2 separate regions of the Sus scrofa genome follow, and region 1 is linked to region 2. A link is a contact called in public promoter capture Hi-C data. All regions are on one chromosome and are shown on one strand. Each heading gives the region's core, a stretch centred on a gene start, on an enhancer-like site or on the middle of the called end of the contact. The rest is flanking DNA. Distances are from core to core; before and after follow the strand shown.

Region 1 (7,381 bases), core at 2,412-4,911, 310 kb before region 2:
ACCTCAGAGATGTGGTATTACTGGTGTATTTTTAACAGGCTAAAACATGGATGCTCCCTTTCTACCAGCATTAGGCTCATTCCTTAACCATATTCCAGCCGGCTGGGTTCTAGGGATGGGAAGGGTCACCAAAGTGTCCCTGGCCTGTTGCCCCTTGGACACAGTACATGGGAAATAAAAGAGAAATGGGAGATTCAACGAGTAGAGGAATAAACTCAATGACAACAGCACCCTCCATGAGCCATGCTGGGCAACAATGTGGGTCTTGGGTGAAATTTGGTCTAAAACTATGTTTGTTGAAATGACTTGGATTAAAGGGGGCTACGGCCATTTTTAAGTAACACGTGTTTCACGTTAAGTCGCGCTTATCTGCTAATCATTGACTTTCTGGTCTCTGTTACATCCTTGGGCCACTTTTCTATATCAGGTTACACTGATCACAGCTGATGGCAACTGGGTAAACACGACCCATGCCCTGACTTACCACCTGCTCCTCTGAATTCACACGCCCCTTGAGCTTGAAAACCTAGAGAATGCTGTAAATGCCTACTTTGCTAATTCAATTATCTATATTGCCTGCTCTTGGAACCACGGTATCAGAATAAGTCTCTTTTCTCCCACGGGAGGCTGAACAATGACCACGAGGGCTTTGCTGATATTAATTTTAGAGCTCTAATGTTTGAAATAAAAATAGCCCTGATAAAAGGGTCGAGAAATGATACCACCTGGTTAATTAGACTGATCTCAGATGTTTACTACTAGGAAGATAAATAAGAGCTGCACATTTTCCGTCCAGAGAAATGTAAACTCTGACAGATTTTTAGTCTTAAAGAGCTCTTTGTATTATCTCTTATGTTAAATCACATTACTACGATTTACTATTGTTTCTTGATATTGACCCAAGAGAGATGACAATATTTTAATGCTAAATCCTTAAGACAAATATGGATACGTATCACCATTCATTCCAAGGCTCTATAATAATGCAAACCCAGGATAACCTAGAAGGGGTGGGTGCTCAACGTCTCCACTTATTCCCCTGGATGTCTTCAGTTGCCACGACACTATTTAATATAAGGGTAGAAAAACAGTGATCACCAGCTTGAGTAGGTCCTTCTCATGGATATGCCTATGTTACAAATGTATTTGAAAGGCTGAGAGGCCAATTTTTGTGTGCGTGCATCCTCTAAAGGTAGGAGTTCTGAAAGCATTCTTTGGCAGACCTTTTGCAAGAGCTATGGATTGTCTGGCCATATGCAAAGGGTCCCCCTGCTTATCAGTTTGGCAAGTTTTGATTTTCTGATGTTTACCTTTGTGCGTAGCAAGAGACTCCGATGTGTTCATACAAAGAGACAAAAAGGAAAACCATTCTGATGGCCACCCCAAGACGAGGTGAGTGAATATGAAGTTCTAGTTTGGGACAGGCCCTCCTGGCCTCCATCCTCAGGTGAAGAGCTGTGTTCTCCTTTCAAACTGACATGGGCAAATAAGAGCACAGAAGAGCCAATAAACAACAGCCTCCTGCAGCGTTGGGATGAAGCAGGAGGAACAAGAAATGTAAGAATGACCTAATGTCTTTTTAGAAAAGGAGAGGCTTTTCCTAAGAAGACTGAAAAGATCCTAACTTCAACTCTAGCTGTCTTCTCGCTTCCTAGTTGAAAATTATCTTCTAAGTAAAAGACTTGCTCACTTTGTTGGACAGCAGAAATTATAACAGCATCATAAATCAACTATACTTCAAAAAAATCTTTAAAAAATGGAAAAAAAAAAAAAAAGCAAAAAGAAAAAAGACTTGCCTCCCCAAGCACCTTTCCCTCCCCTTAAGGCCATTACCACCGTGGGAAGCTGTATTTGATCTAAAAGTTCAGGGTGTTACTGAGACCAGAACTGAAACAGAAAATAAAGGGGACAAAGCCTCAAGTCAACATTCCAGAGGAAAGAAAGAGCAGGATCTGTTGGACGATTCTGACCTCTGTATGCATCGCCATTATTTCATAAAAGATTGTCACTTCTTAGGATAAAAGGCAGTGCTTTTTTTCCCCACCAGCGCTCGAGTTTGGCTGAAACAACGGCGTTCCTCCCCATCCCCCACACCCTTTTCCTCTGGGTGTGACAGGCCAACATGCTGAAAAGTCAAGAGTTCAGGCCACCACCAGGCTGCCCTGGAAAACAATTCATTTACATTCAATCAGAGAAAGACAAGCGCCCCCCCCACCCCCACCCCATGCAGCCCGGGCATGGCCTCTTACTGGAGTTAAAGTGATACAGATGGGATGTAGTTTCAGAGAGGCAGTGACACCAAAGAATTTCCAGATGTGGTTAGACTCTCTTTAGTGAAAAAGGGAGACAGAAGTATGTTATCTGAGCACTTGACGTGCATGCCAAAAATATTTTCCTTCCGCAGATAATGAAGCATTTTGGAAGCGGAAGGGTCTGATGATTTGGATAATAAATGAGCCAGTAGCCCCCATGTGGGACATAACACAGTCCCTGGAATTGTACTGGTTTATTTAAGCTCCGGTTCTAGCTCTTAACCCCACCTTATGGTATAGAACCAAGTTCATACCCATCTAGAGGATAAAGCAGCTGGCCTGTGGACTCACTGAGTTATCTTGCATTTATTAGAAGCATCACTTTACTATTACTCTTTTGCCAAAATAACATTTATTTTCTGGATGCTATGTTTCAGGTATGAGCATCTGTCTAAGCTTTTTTTTTTTTTTTTTTTTGTCTTTTTGTATTTTTAGGGCCACACCTACGGTATATGGAGGTTCCCAGGCTAGAGGTCCAATGGGAGCTGTAGCGGCCAGCCTATGTCACAGCCACAGCAACGCAGGATCTGAGCTGTGTCTGCGACCTACACCACAGCTCACGGCTGAAACGGATCCTTAACCCACTGAATGAGGCCAGGGATTGAACCCATGTCCTCATGGATGCTAGTCAGGTTCATTAACCTCTGAGCCAAAACGGAAACACCCTGTCTAACCTCTTACACTGCTTTTCTGGGGGTCCATACATCGGAGCAGTGAAAAGAGAAGCTAGATGGTATTCATTGAGTCTGAAGCTTCAAGACTTCATGGGAGGCCTGAAACATGTTCTTGGTCCTATATTTAGATTCTTCTGGAGAAGTAAGCGGCCTTGCCATCCTGACAATTGGGGACATAATTACTCCTCAGTGTCTAACAATGTTGAGAAGGTTCCTTTTGCTCTGAAGAGACTTGGTGTGTCTAACAGAAAGGAGTTTTCCTGTTTTCATGCTTCCAACCCACTCACAATTAGTCCCTGGTAGGTTCAAAGAGAACCATGTGCCTCTCAGCAATGACCGATGTGGTCTGTTTATCCTCATTGAGATTTCCTGTTGTCGACTTTGGTAACAACCCATCACCCTTGCAATGTCTCGGGCTATGTGGCTTTTAAGGAATGGAAAAAAAAAAAAAATGAAGGGAAGTAAATGGCATAATCACCAACTTTCAAGGCCAATTCGTGCCAGACAGAGAATGTGCACCTCGGTATCCACGAAGCCTTAATGCTCCCAGATGTCACACCAGCCACATGCATGAACCCATGACCCTGATACGGCAGTGCCCTCAGTCAGCCAGGAGACGCCCTGTTGCGGGATTCATTCGCTCCGTCCACATGGGCTGAAGGTCAGCCTCTGCACCACTCCCTGCACGCGCAGCCCAGGCGGCAGGCGTTCCCCACCTCCCAGAGGCTGCAGGAGAGCGTAAGCTGTGCCCAGGAACACACACGCTTCCTCCCTCCAACCCAAACTAACACTGACCCAAGAGCCCAGGAACGTAACTCTCATTCTAGAATTTCACCAGCCATCTCCCCTCTTTTAAGGTTTGACTTCTGTTGAGAAAAAAAAAATTAAATTCAACCTAATCCTGACCATTTCAGGAATCTGACTATTCAGCTCACATTTAGACAGGTGCAGAAAGAAGAAAAAAGAAAAAAAATGGTTTGAGGCCATCGCTGAAATCAACAGACTTGGTGTGTTGTGTGTGTGTGTGTGTGTGTGTGTGTGTGTGTATGTGAGAGAGAGAGAAGAGAATACGTTTTCATATCTGACCAAAATGTGTGGAGTTTAAATTTGCTCTTAGAAGCCCTCATTTCTCACAGTTTTACATTTTTACTTCTTCCTACATTGAGATTATAGCAGTCTTTGTTGTGGGTTTAGGAAGTTGTCAAAACATCCCTACTTGGGGATTGCAATTCAATCCTGGGGGCACAGGGGTGCTTGTTTGATGTGCGGCAGGGTGTGTAGGTGTCTAATGACACACACCCTATCCTAACACACAGAGACATATTTGTGATGGTGACACAGACTGGGACAAACCAATACTATCATTTATCTGAGCACATCCTACGATCCAGGCACCAAACACTGGGGATACACAGAAAACAAGGTGGCCATGATCTTGACTATCAAGAGGCTTTTAATCTTGGGGAAGAAGATGGCCAATCAGAAATACTAATTTCAGACAGTGGTGAGTGGTATGAAGAAAACAGCACACAGGGAAATGAAAGTTGATTGGGGGTTTGCAACTTTTCCAGAGGAGGTCAGGGAAGACCTTCCCAGAAAGGTGAACTTTGGGCTCAGACATGCATTGAGAGGGAGCCAGCCCCACAAAGATTTGAGGAAGTGTGTTCTCAGGACAGAGAGGTGCAAAGGCCCTAAGGCAGAGCTATCAGGGAAGACATCTGGGTAGGCTGATGGAAGAGAGGATGAGTGACCTGGGTCTTGAGGAATGAGGGGGCTTTCCACAGCCAGAGGGAAGGGAGAAGCATTAGCAAGGTCATGAGGCCCACGGAAGTGCATGGGGGGAGGGGTGTCAGCAGCCTCTGGTCCAGAGTGGCTGGAAGACAGGGTCGGGGTGAGGTTAGGGGCAGAGGACTTTGCAGAATATGGCCTGGAAAGGTGAGGGGGAAGTCATGCAGGGTCTTGGTCCTCATGGTTTTGGCCATTAAAATCTCCCTGTTATCTTTTTGCAGAGAACCTCAGGGTGCCTCTGAGGGCTACTCAGGGAAATCATTAGGCGTAAAAGCACATTTTCAAATGGTAAACCAGCTCTTCCCCACCAGCGTCATAACCATTTGTAACAAGGAGAGACTGGATAAAGGGGCATAGTATTTGCGGCTCGGTTTTGAATTTTTATTGATTTGAAGAATACAGAGAGAGCCAAGAGGATGAGTCAAGATGGGAAAAAGAGAACTAACGGAACTGTGACCTGTGGGGGGAAGAAAAGTGGGACAAACCCAAAGGCACAGTCCAGCTTCTCCACAGAGGAGCTCGGCAATGGTTTTCCACTTTAGCCCAGCAAAGGTCGGGAACTTAGAACACAATGAACTAAAGACAGTCATAAGAAATGGGGTTCAAGGGATATCAGAATGGCTTCACCAGGAGAACTTGCTGGAACATGGGTCTGTTGTACTGGGGAGCTGTCTCAACTGTATTCTGTCCAAAGGCAGAGGGTTGAATCATTAAACTCCCCCAACCCACCCAGGTAGCTGAAAAGCTACCTGCTCCTGCTGGAGAAGGTTTCTTTTTTTTCCCCCCATTTCCTCCCTTAGCCCCTTATCATATAACATAAACAGTGTTATTAACAGTTAACTTTACATGACACTATTTAAGTTACAGGAGGTCAGGGAAAAGAATGACTATCACCCAAGGACTTGGCATCCTGGCGCGGGTGTCTAAACTTAAATTCTTGGTAGCAGGAACTTTCCGACCAAGATGAAGTTGATTGGTTTAGGGTGAGCCCTCAAGTTCTACAGAAGAAACTGAGATGAAGGAGGGAAGAAAAAGAAGCATATTCGTTTACCAAGAGGGAAAGGAGTACATATTGGGAAAAAACAAAGGTGGGGGAAATTGTCCAATTTTGCTTCAAGTTACCTGCTGGGTTGCTTTCAAGTGGCAAGGCTGGTTATATAGAAGTTAAGTCTTGGCCTCCGGCAAGCCTGCTGCAGGGAGATTTCTTGTTGCAATTACCCTGCAAGCCTAACTAAGTCATAAAAGCCAGATGTTCCTCACTCAAAATGTGCCGTAACAACCAGCCAGCTTCAAAAATTGGTGTTACTGTCAACGCTGTGGCCAGGGAAAGAAGTGATTCACTTTGTGGCAGAGAGCTCCCCCACGGTGAGTGCCAAGGAGGACACACACACAGAGATTCCTGGTATCCCTGCCGATCAGGGCAGCATGGGGATGGGTTTTTACAGGAGAGAAACCAGGGAGGGCTAAAATCAAGGAAAAGGATTCTCAGGAAACACAGACGTGGCAAGGCCTTATGAGCAAAGATCATCTTACCAACTCCTGAGACAGCTTGAATCCCCCCCTCAGCAAGACCTGCCCTGACAGCTCTACAGAAAACCACAACCTTCTCCACTCTATCCCCTCGCCTCCTTTGCTTTTCTCTGAAGCCTTCCCCATCTTGGAATGTATGTTTCACTTCTTTATTACTTGCCTCCACTAGAAGGTAAGCTACTAGAGGGCTGGAAATTATTATTTTTTTGGTCTGTTTTTGTTCCCCACAGTAACCCAGTGCTTGGCATAGGGTGTGTGCAAAATATTTGCTGAATGAATGGAGGAATGGATTAAAAAATCCCCACAATATGGGAGTTCCCGTCACGGTGCAGCATAAATGAATCCGACGAGGAACCATGAAGTTGTGGGTTTGATCCCTGGCCTTGCTCAGTTGGTTAAGGATCCAGTGTTGCCGTGAACCGTGGTGTAGACTAGCAGCTATAGCTCCGATTTGACCCCCAGCCTGGGAACCTACATAATGCCTCGGGTGTGGCCCTAAAAAGCAAAACAACAACAACAACAACAACAACAACAAAAAACCCCACAATAGCCTTTTGTGGCAAAGATCATCATCACCACTTGATAGATGAGGAAAAGGATGCTCAGAGAGAGTTAAGTAACATGCTTTTAGACCAGAGCTTCTCAAATATTAATGTGCAAAGGGTCACTGGGGGATCTTGTTAAAACCTAGCTTCTAATTCTGCGAACCTGGGTGGTGCTTAGTTTCTGCCTTTCTACGTTTCTCACTTACAGATGATGCTACAGCTGCTGGACAGCTACAGGTCCAGACAAAATGATGTAAATGATGTTAGGAGGTCCTGCCATGGCTGTACAGCCCAGTGGTTAAGAGAGGACATCAATCTCACCATTTACCAACCTGTGACCTTGTCTGGATGTCCCTTTGTTTGTATCTCTGTTTCCTTACCAAATGATAATGACAATTAAAAGAAGAGTTTGTCCAGATAAAGTATTTGCTACAGTGCCTCATCTGTAAAAATTTATTATCGTTATTATGATTATTGTTATTACTAATTTTTTTAGCCTGAATCTAACAGCTCCTTCTCAGAATCCTAACAG
Region 2 (6,492 bases), core at 1,016-3,515:
TCTTCCCTGTAGGAGCGTAAAGAGCCCAAAGACCCAGGAGGCCATGCAGCTGCAGATCCCACACCATGCTCCAGCACCTCTGCCTGCCCTCCCCAACTGCCCCCTGCCCAGAGTGGCCCTTCTATTCTGGACAGCCTTCCTCCACTTGTGTTTTGTGCCAAGGTCACACAGTCCCAGAGCCCAGCCTAGGATTCTGAGATGTGGTCTCTAACTTCTCCTGCCCAGGCTTCATTCACTACCAAATCCAAAGTCCACAGTGGACTCTGAGTCTGGGAGATATAGAAAAGGTGAAGGCCTGCTTTGCTTTAAAAGGGGGATCTGGCAAGTGCAGGAAAAGACAGTTGGCCTTGAACACAGCAACTGGGATAAATGATAGGGAGGGAGATGGGAAACCAGAAAAGAGCTACACAACAACTTTAAAAACTGGTTCTCTTGAAGGCAACTCTCCTAAACAGCATGATTGTAAAGGGCTGGCTGGTCACCGAGTCCTTGCTTTTCCAGGAATGCTCCAGGGCTCAAAACTACAATCCCTCCCTTTTCCATCAGCCTCTGTCCAGTTCTAAGCAGAACTACATCATGAGCACACACGACTGACCTCCCCCTCCAAGCCTACAACCCCTAGGGATGCACACAGTGGTGACCACACAATAAAACCAGCCCAGGACTAGTTTTCACCTGGACCCGCACTGGGGAACTCTCCACACCCTAATGCTTTGAGGAGGGGGGTGAGCCTCATATGGCTGTTTCATTCACTCTTGTCCAGGAGAAAAGTCCAAGGAGTGATCAACCTCCCCTGGGGCATCTCCTCTGGGCCTGGACACTCAAGCTCTGTTTCCCTTAGCAGACGGTGCTTAATGGGAAGAGCGCCCACCCCTTGGGATTCTGAGGGGGTCACTCAGGAGGCAACTGGACTCGGTGACCGCTACTGAGCGCTTATCTCCTGGTCAGCAGCCCCATGTGAGATGAGGACCAGGCTGCCCCAGAAATCACCCACTGGCCCCATGAGCCTAGTTACTGGGAGGTCGTGGACCATCCCACCCCCACCCCCCGCCTCCCAGACCCTCTCAGCTTCCACAGAGGGTCTGGTAAGAGAATAGGCGACAACACACTAGGCCTCCTCCGTGCACACCCAGCCCACTCCCCTAGCATTTCGCATGTCGGGGATACTCTATCTACTTCCTGCGCAGCCGGCAGGAGGGGCTCAAAGCCGGGAAGGGGTGGATGGGGTGTCACCAAGGGTTCCCCAAACCGAGGAGTCCTGTCTCCCCGGCCCGGGGAGTCAGGATGCTGGAGGAACCAAGTTACTCTACGACCCAGAGAGTTAAGATAAGTCTAGTTGGGAAGGCGAGGGGGCAACCCCGGCGGCTCTCAAACCCGGGCAGGAGCCCGATCGATCCCCTCCGACTCGACTCGGGCGCCCGCTCCGGCGTCCGCTGGACCGGGACCGGCGTCCTCCCTTCTCCCCGCCTTCCCTTGGCAGCCCGGCTGCGCGCAACAGAGACATTTAAATCACCCCCTCGGGACGGCGGCGTGGAGAGGCCGGAAAGGCGGTGGCGGCAGCCGAGGGTCTGAGGCCTGCCCGGGGTCGGGGTCCGGGCTGGGGCCGGAGGGCACTCACCAGCGCGTGTTGTCGTGGAAGTGTTCCAGCACCGCGTAGCCGAAGAAGGACCCGGCGGGACCCTGGAAGCGCACCGGGCGCTGCGGGTCGAGATTGTATGCGCCCGCGGGAGTCCCCGCGGCCACCAGCGCCAGGAACAGCGCGCAGAGCCGCCCGGCGCCCCTCCGCGCCGCCGGGCCGCCCATCCCCAGCCGGCCGCCGCCCTCCCCTGTGCCCCGCGAGCAGGGCGCCGAGCGTGCCGGCAGCGGGGCCTCAGGGTCCGCCGACGGCGGAGAAGCTCCCGGGGGCCGGAGCTCCGCGGGGGAACGCGGGCGCGACGCGGCGCCGGGCCGAGGGCCGTGAGCTGAGCGGGCGCTGCAAGCGAGCACAGGGGCGGCCCGGAGCGGGCGGCGTCCTCTGTCCGGCGGAGAAGTGTGAGCGCTCGGAGCGAGCCGGTCCCGGCCCGGGCGGCGCTGGACTGCAGAGAGGCGCGCCCGCGGGGTGGGCGGCCTGGGCGGCCGGCGGCGGGACGGCGCTGCAGCGCCCCCTGCGGGCCACGAGCCTCCCGCCGCCGCCCGCAGCGGAAGAGAAGTCCAGTCGCCCCACCTTCCTGGTCCCTAGACAATTCTAAACCTCCCTGCAGTCCTGCCAGGTGTCACACTCAAACCGAGAACCGGTGAAGGCGGGTGAAGTTTATACTCCAGCCCCGCCCATCCGCTGTCTCTTCACCCAGCTCTGAGATAACCCTTAGCCCGCAAGCGCTCCAGAAACGCCAGCTGATGCCAATAACGATGATAGCCACGTGGGAGCGAGCAGAGGACATCTTCACGGGATCATCACCTGGCTTCCTCGCAGCTGGTGCGTACATGTGATCCCTGCACCACCAGCAGCACCTGAGAACTTGGAAATGCCAGTCAGCAGGTCCTATTGAATCAAAACCTCCGCTTGGGTGGATGGGTCGGGGTGTGTGTAAAATTTACCATCTTAGCCATCTTTAAGTGGACAGTGTGGTGGCATTAAGTACATTTACATTGTTGTGCAGACATGACACCAATCTCTAGGAATTACCTTGCAAAACTGTAACTATATTCATGAAACATTAACTCCTCATTTATTCCCTCCCCCTAGCCCTTGGCAACAAATTGTATGAATTCAACTACTCAGAGTACCCCCACACGGGTGGAATCATACAATATTTGTCTTTTTGTGCTTGGCAATCCACTTAGCATAATGCCCTCAAGGTCCATCCTTGTTGTAGCATGCATCAGAATCTTTTCTTTTTTCCTTTCTTTCTTTCTATGTTTAATCTTTTTTAGGGCCACACCTGTGGCATATGGAGGTTCCCAGGCTAGGGGTTAAATTCGAGCTGTATCTACTGGCCTAAGCCACAGCTCAGGGCAATGTCCAGATCCTTAACCGAGTGTGCAAGGCAAGGGATCAAACCTGCGTCCTAACGAATACTAATCAGATTTGTTTCTGTTGAGCCTCAATGCGAACTCCCAGAATTTCTTTTCCTTTTAAAGACCACATAATATTCCATTGATGTACACACTATATTTTCTTTATTGATCCGTGGATTGACACTTGGTTTGTTTCCACTTTGGGGCTATTGTAAATAATACTTCTATGAATATAGGTGTATAGTTACCTGTTCCAGATAAATACCTTCAAGTTCTTCAGGGTGTACGCCCAGAAGTGGAATACCTGGATCATATGGTAGTTGTTTAACTTTTTGAGACTGCCATACTGCTTTCCACAGTCACTGCACCATTTTACATCCCCACAAAGAGCGCAGAGTTTCCATTTCTCTATATTTTCATAACACTTGTTATTTTCTGGTTTTTTTGGGGGGGCGGTTTGTTTTCTAAATAGCAAGTCAAAAAAAAAAAAAGCAGTAAAATTAAATTGGGAAAAGTTGGTTTTAGTCCAATTTCCCCAAGCTTTTTTCTCTGTCCCAGCTGCCCAGCCTCACTAGTGGAACCCCATGGCTGCCCAGTCACCTAAGAGAGCTCAGCACAAAGTGTTACACCTATTTCTTGTCATACCCAATCTAACCAGTCCTGTTTTTTCTACCTCCTCAAGCTTCCAAATCCATTCATTCATTCTCATCTGTACTGCGTAGTGTTCAATTCAAGCCCATGTCTTTCCTTGACCATTTAACCATAATCATTACCTTTTTAATATGTGCAGAATTTGCAGTGATGTCAGCTTTTTCATGCCTGTAATTTGTGGTTTTGGTCTTTATTTCTTGGTCTGTCTTTGTAGGAGTTGTTAATTTTATTAATTTTTCAAAAAACCCACTTTTGACTTTCGTGTTATTTTTCTGTATTGCATTTACTTTTTAATCTTAACAATTTATTGATTTTTTGATCTTTATTATTCTTTCTACTTTGTTTGGATTTAAATTGCAATGCTTTTCTCTAGCTCCTTGAGATAGATGCTTCGATTTTTAGCCTTACTATTTTTCTAATCCTTTTCTGATATATACGTTTTAAAATATGTAATACGTATGTGTGTGTAAACACACTAAATTTCCCTCTAAGTCCTGTTTGAGCTATAGCCCACAAGTTCTAATGTGTCCAAAATATTTTCTAATTGCAATTTTAAGTTCCCCTTTGACCCGTGGGGTATTTCGAAGGGTGGTGCTTCATTTCCAAGTTGTGGGGGATTTTCTAATAATCTTTTTGTTCCTGATTTAATTCCACTATGGTCATAGAACATATTCTGTACTTTTTAAATCCTTTGAAATGTGTCAAAATGTGTTTCAGGACGCACCATATGGTCAACGTTGGTGAATTTTTTACACGCACTTGTAAAGAATGCAAAACCGCTGTTGGAAGTATTGTTCTGTATGTGTCAATTGCGTCAAGTTTGTTAATCATGTGGTTCAAAGCTCATTTATTCCTATGGATATTTTGTTGGCATATTCTATGACTTATTCAAGGAGGTGTATTAAAATCTCCACTATGATGGTAGGTTTGTTTCTCATTGTAGTTCTGTCAGTTTTTAATCATATAATTTAGGGCTTTGTTTTTTGATATAAACATAAGATTCATACTATGATGGCTCTTTTATTATTATGAAGTTTGCCCACATTATGGTGGTTTTTCTACTCTTGTCTACCTCTTCCACCTATAACAGAGATTTGGATAATGGCTAAAGCCTCCTGTTGGCTCCCATCTCCTACCGGTTGGGGCCAAACCTCCTTAGTATGACTCAAAGGGGCGGGGTGGCTGTGTCTCCATGACCAGTAGCATCGTGTGCACCTTTCCTGTTTCACTGCCCCCAAACCCTGCAATGCATCCACATGCAGCATCTAGCTGTTCCCTAAACATGTCCAGGAGAGATTTTCCCCCATCTGTGCCTTCTCAATATTGTTCTTTCTTCCCAGAATGCCCCACCCCTTTTATCTAGCTAGCAAAACCCAGTCCATCCTAGTCTTCCAGCCCAGTTCCCACCTCACCCTTTCCGTGCCATTTCCTCTGCACCTTTCCCTTCTGAGTTCCCACACCAGTGTTTACACATCTCTCTCAACACTGACAGTGGGAAGTTTTATTTTTCTGACTCTCTGTTCCTTCCCATAGACTGTTAAGACTAGGGAGAAAAGAGTACCTTAGTTATCTTGGTATCCCTCAGGCCCGGGGTAGGCAGATGCCTAAACACTGTTGCATGAATGAACTGCTTGCAGAAAAGCAGGTCTAATAAGAGGTTGAGGCACTTTGGTGGAGATCTAAAGCAGTTTTTTTTGTTTGTTTGTTTTTTGTCTTTTTGCTATTTCTTGGGCCGCTCCCGCGGCATATGGAGATTCCCAGGCTAGGGGTCCAGTCGGAGCTGTAGCCATTGGCCTACGCCAGAGCCACAGCAACGCTGGATCCGAGCCGTGTCTGCAACCTACACCACAGCTCACGGCAACGCCAGATCCTTAACCCACTGAGCAAGGCCAGGGACCGAACCCGCAACCTCATGGTTCCTAGTCGGATTCGTTAACCACTGCGCCACGACGGGAACTCCTAAAGCAGTTTTTTAACTTTCTCTGAGTTGTGGTTATAAGAGGGTGAAAATGATCTGTTCTACTTTTAGGGGAAAAAAACCCTAATTTCTGATTGACTACTAGTGTCTTCCTGATATCCAAACTTCCCATTTTCCTTACTTTCAGAGCCCAGAATTGGAGCATTAATGTGCCTACTTTAAAAAAAATAAATAAAGTTATGTTTACTAGTGTCCCAATGAGATGAAAGCATATTTCATTGGTGGGGGGGCAGATAACTGGGGTAGGGGGTGCTTTGGGAAGATTTTTTTAAGGGGCGCTAACTCACTTGGCCTGAGAATTTTACCCTGTGCCCTTCTTTCTCTTGCTTGAACCGCAGACAGAGGTCATGGCTGGAGATGCAGGAGCCATCCTGAAAGCTACCTTGAAGTAAAGGCCAGGAGAATTGCAGAGACCTCGGCTCCCACATCCTAAAGCTGCCACACCTGACCTGGGCTACTTTCCTCAAGACTTAAACATCAACTTACAGGAGCCACTCACTCCTTTTGAGAATTTTGTTATTTGCAGCCAAACTGAATTCCTTGCTATTTCAACATCTAGAATGAACAGTTTCTAGAACAGATACTCCTAACCCACAGTGAACACATTCTGCGGTAGCTTCAAAGCTTCTGACACACGAACACACCGTCTGCCCTGTGATTGGCAGAATAATGCCCCACACCTCACGATGTCCCCATCCAATCTAAAACATGACACAAATGATCTTGCAACAAAAGAGAATCAGACTCACAGACATAGAGAACAGACTTGTGGTTGGAGAGTTGGATTGGAAGTTTGGGATTAGCAAATGCAAGCTATCACATATAGGATGAATAAACAAGATTCTACTGAATAGCACAGGGAACAA

The links. Promoter capture Hi-C pulls out the DNA fragments that hold promoters and counts their contacts.
Region 1: a promoter capture Hi-C map of liver shows a contact between it and region 2, with 5 times the contacts expected there. The contact joins the enhancer-like site here to the promoter of ITGA9 in region 2. A contact is called at or near these places in 3 of 5 promoter capture datasets (fetal liver, liver and skeletal muscle), 9 of 47 Hi-C or Micro-C datasets (embryonic fibroblasts, epiblast stem cells, fetal skeletal muscle and 6 more) and 1 of 2 datasets of contacts at active chromatin or transcription factors (skeletal muscle).

What each region holds. Positions count from the first base shown.
Region 1 is chr13:22,603,556-22,610,936 of Sscrofa11.1, reverse strand. The region is part of intron 23 of ITGA9 (integrin alpha-9); the gene reads right to left. Among named protein-coding and RNA genes, the nearest start is that of CTDSPL, 100 kb to the left of the region's middle. Within about 2 kb of position 3,661, at least 7 of the 83 cell types and tissues checked have an H3K27ac peak or open chromatin away from gene starts, as enhancers often do. A contact at or near this core is called in fetal liver and liver, where this site is marked.
Region 2 is chr13:22,294,270-22,300,761 of Sscrofa11.1, reverse strand. It overlaps ITGA9 (integrin alpha-9), which reads right to left and starts at 2,265. Exons shown (of 28, transcript XM_021071658.1): 1 at 1,619-2,265. The coding sequence starts at 1,803.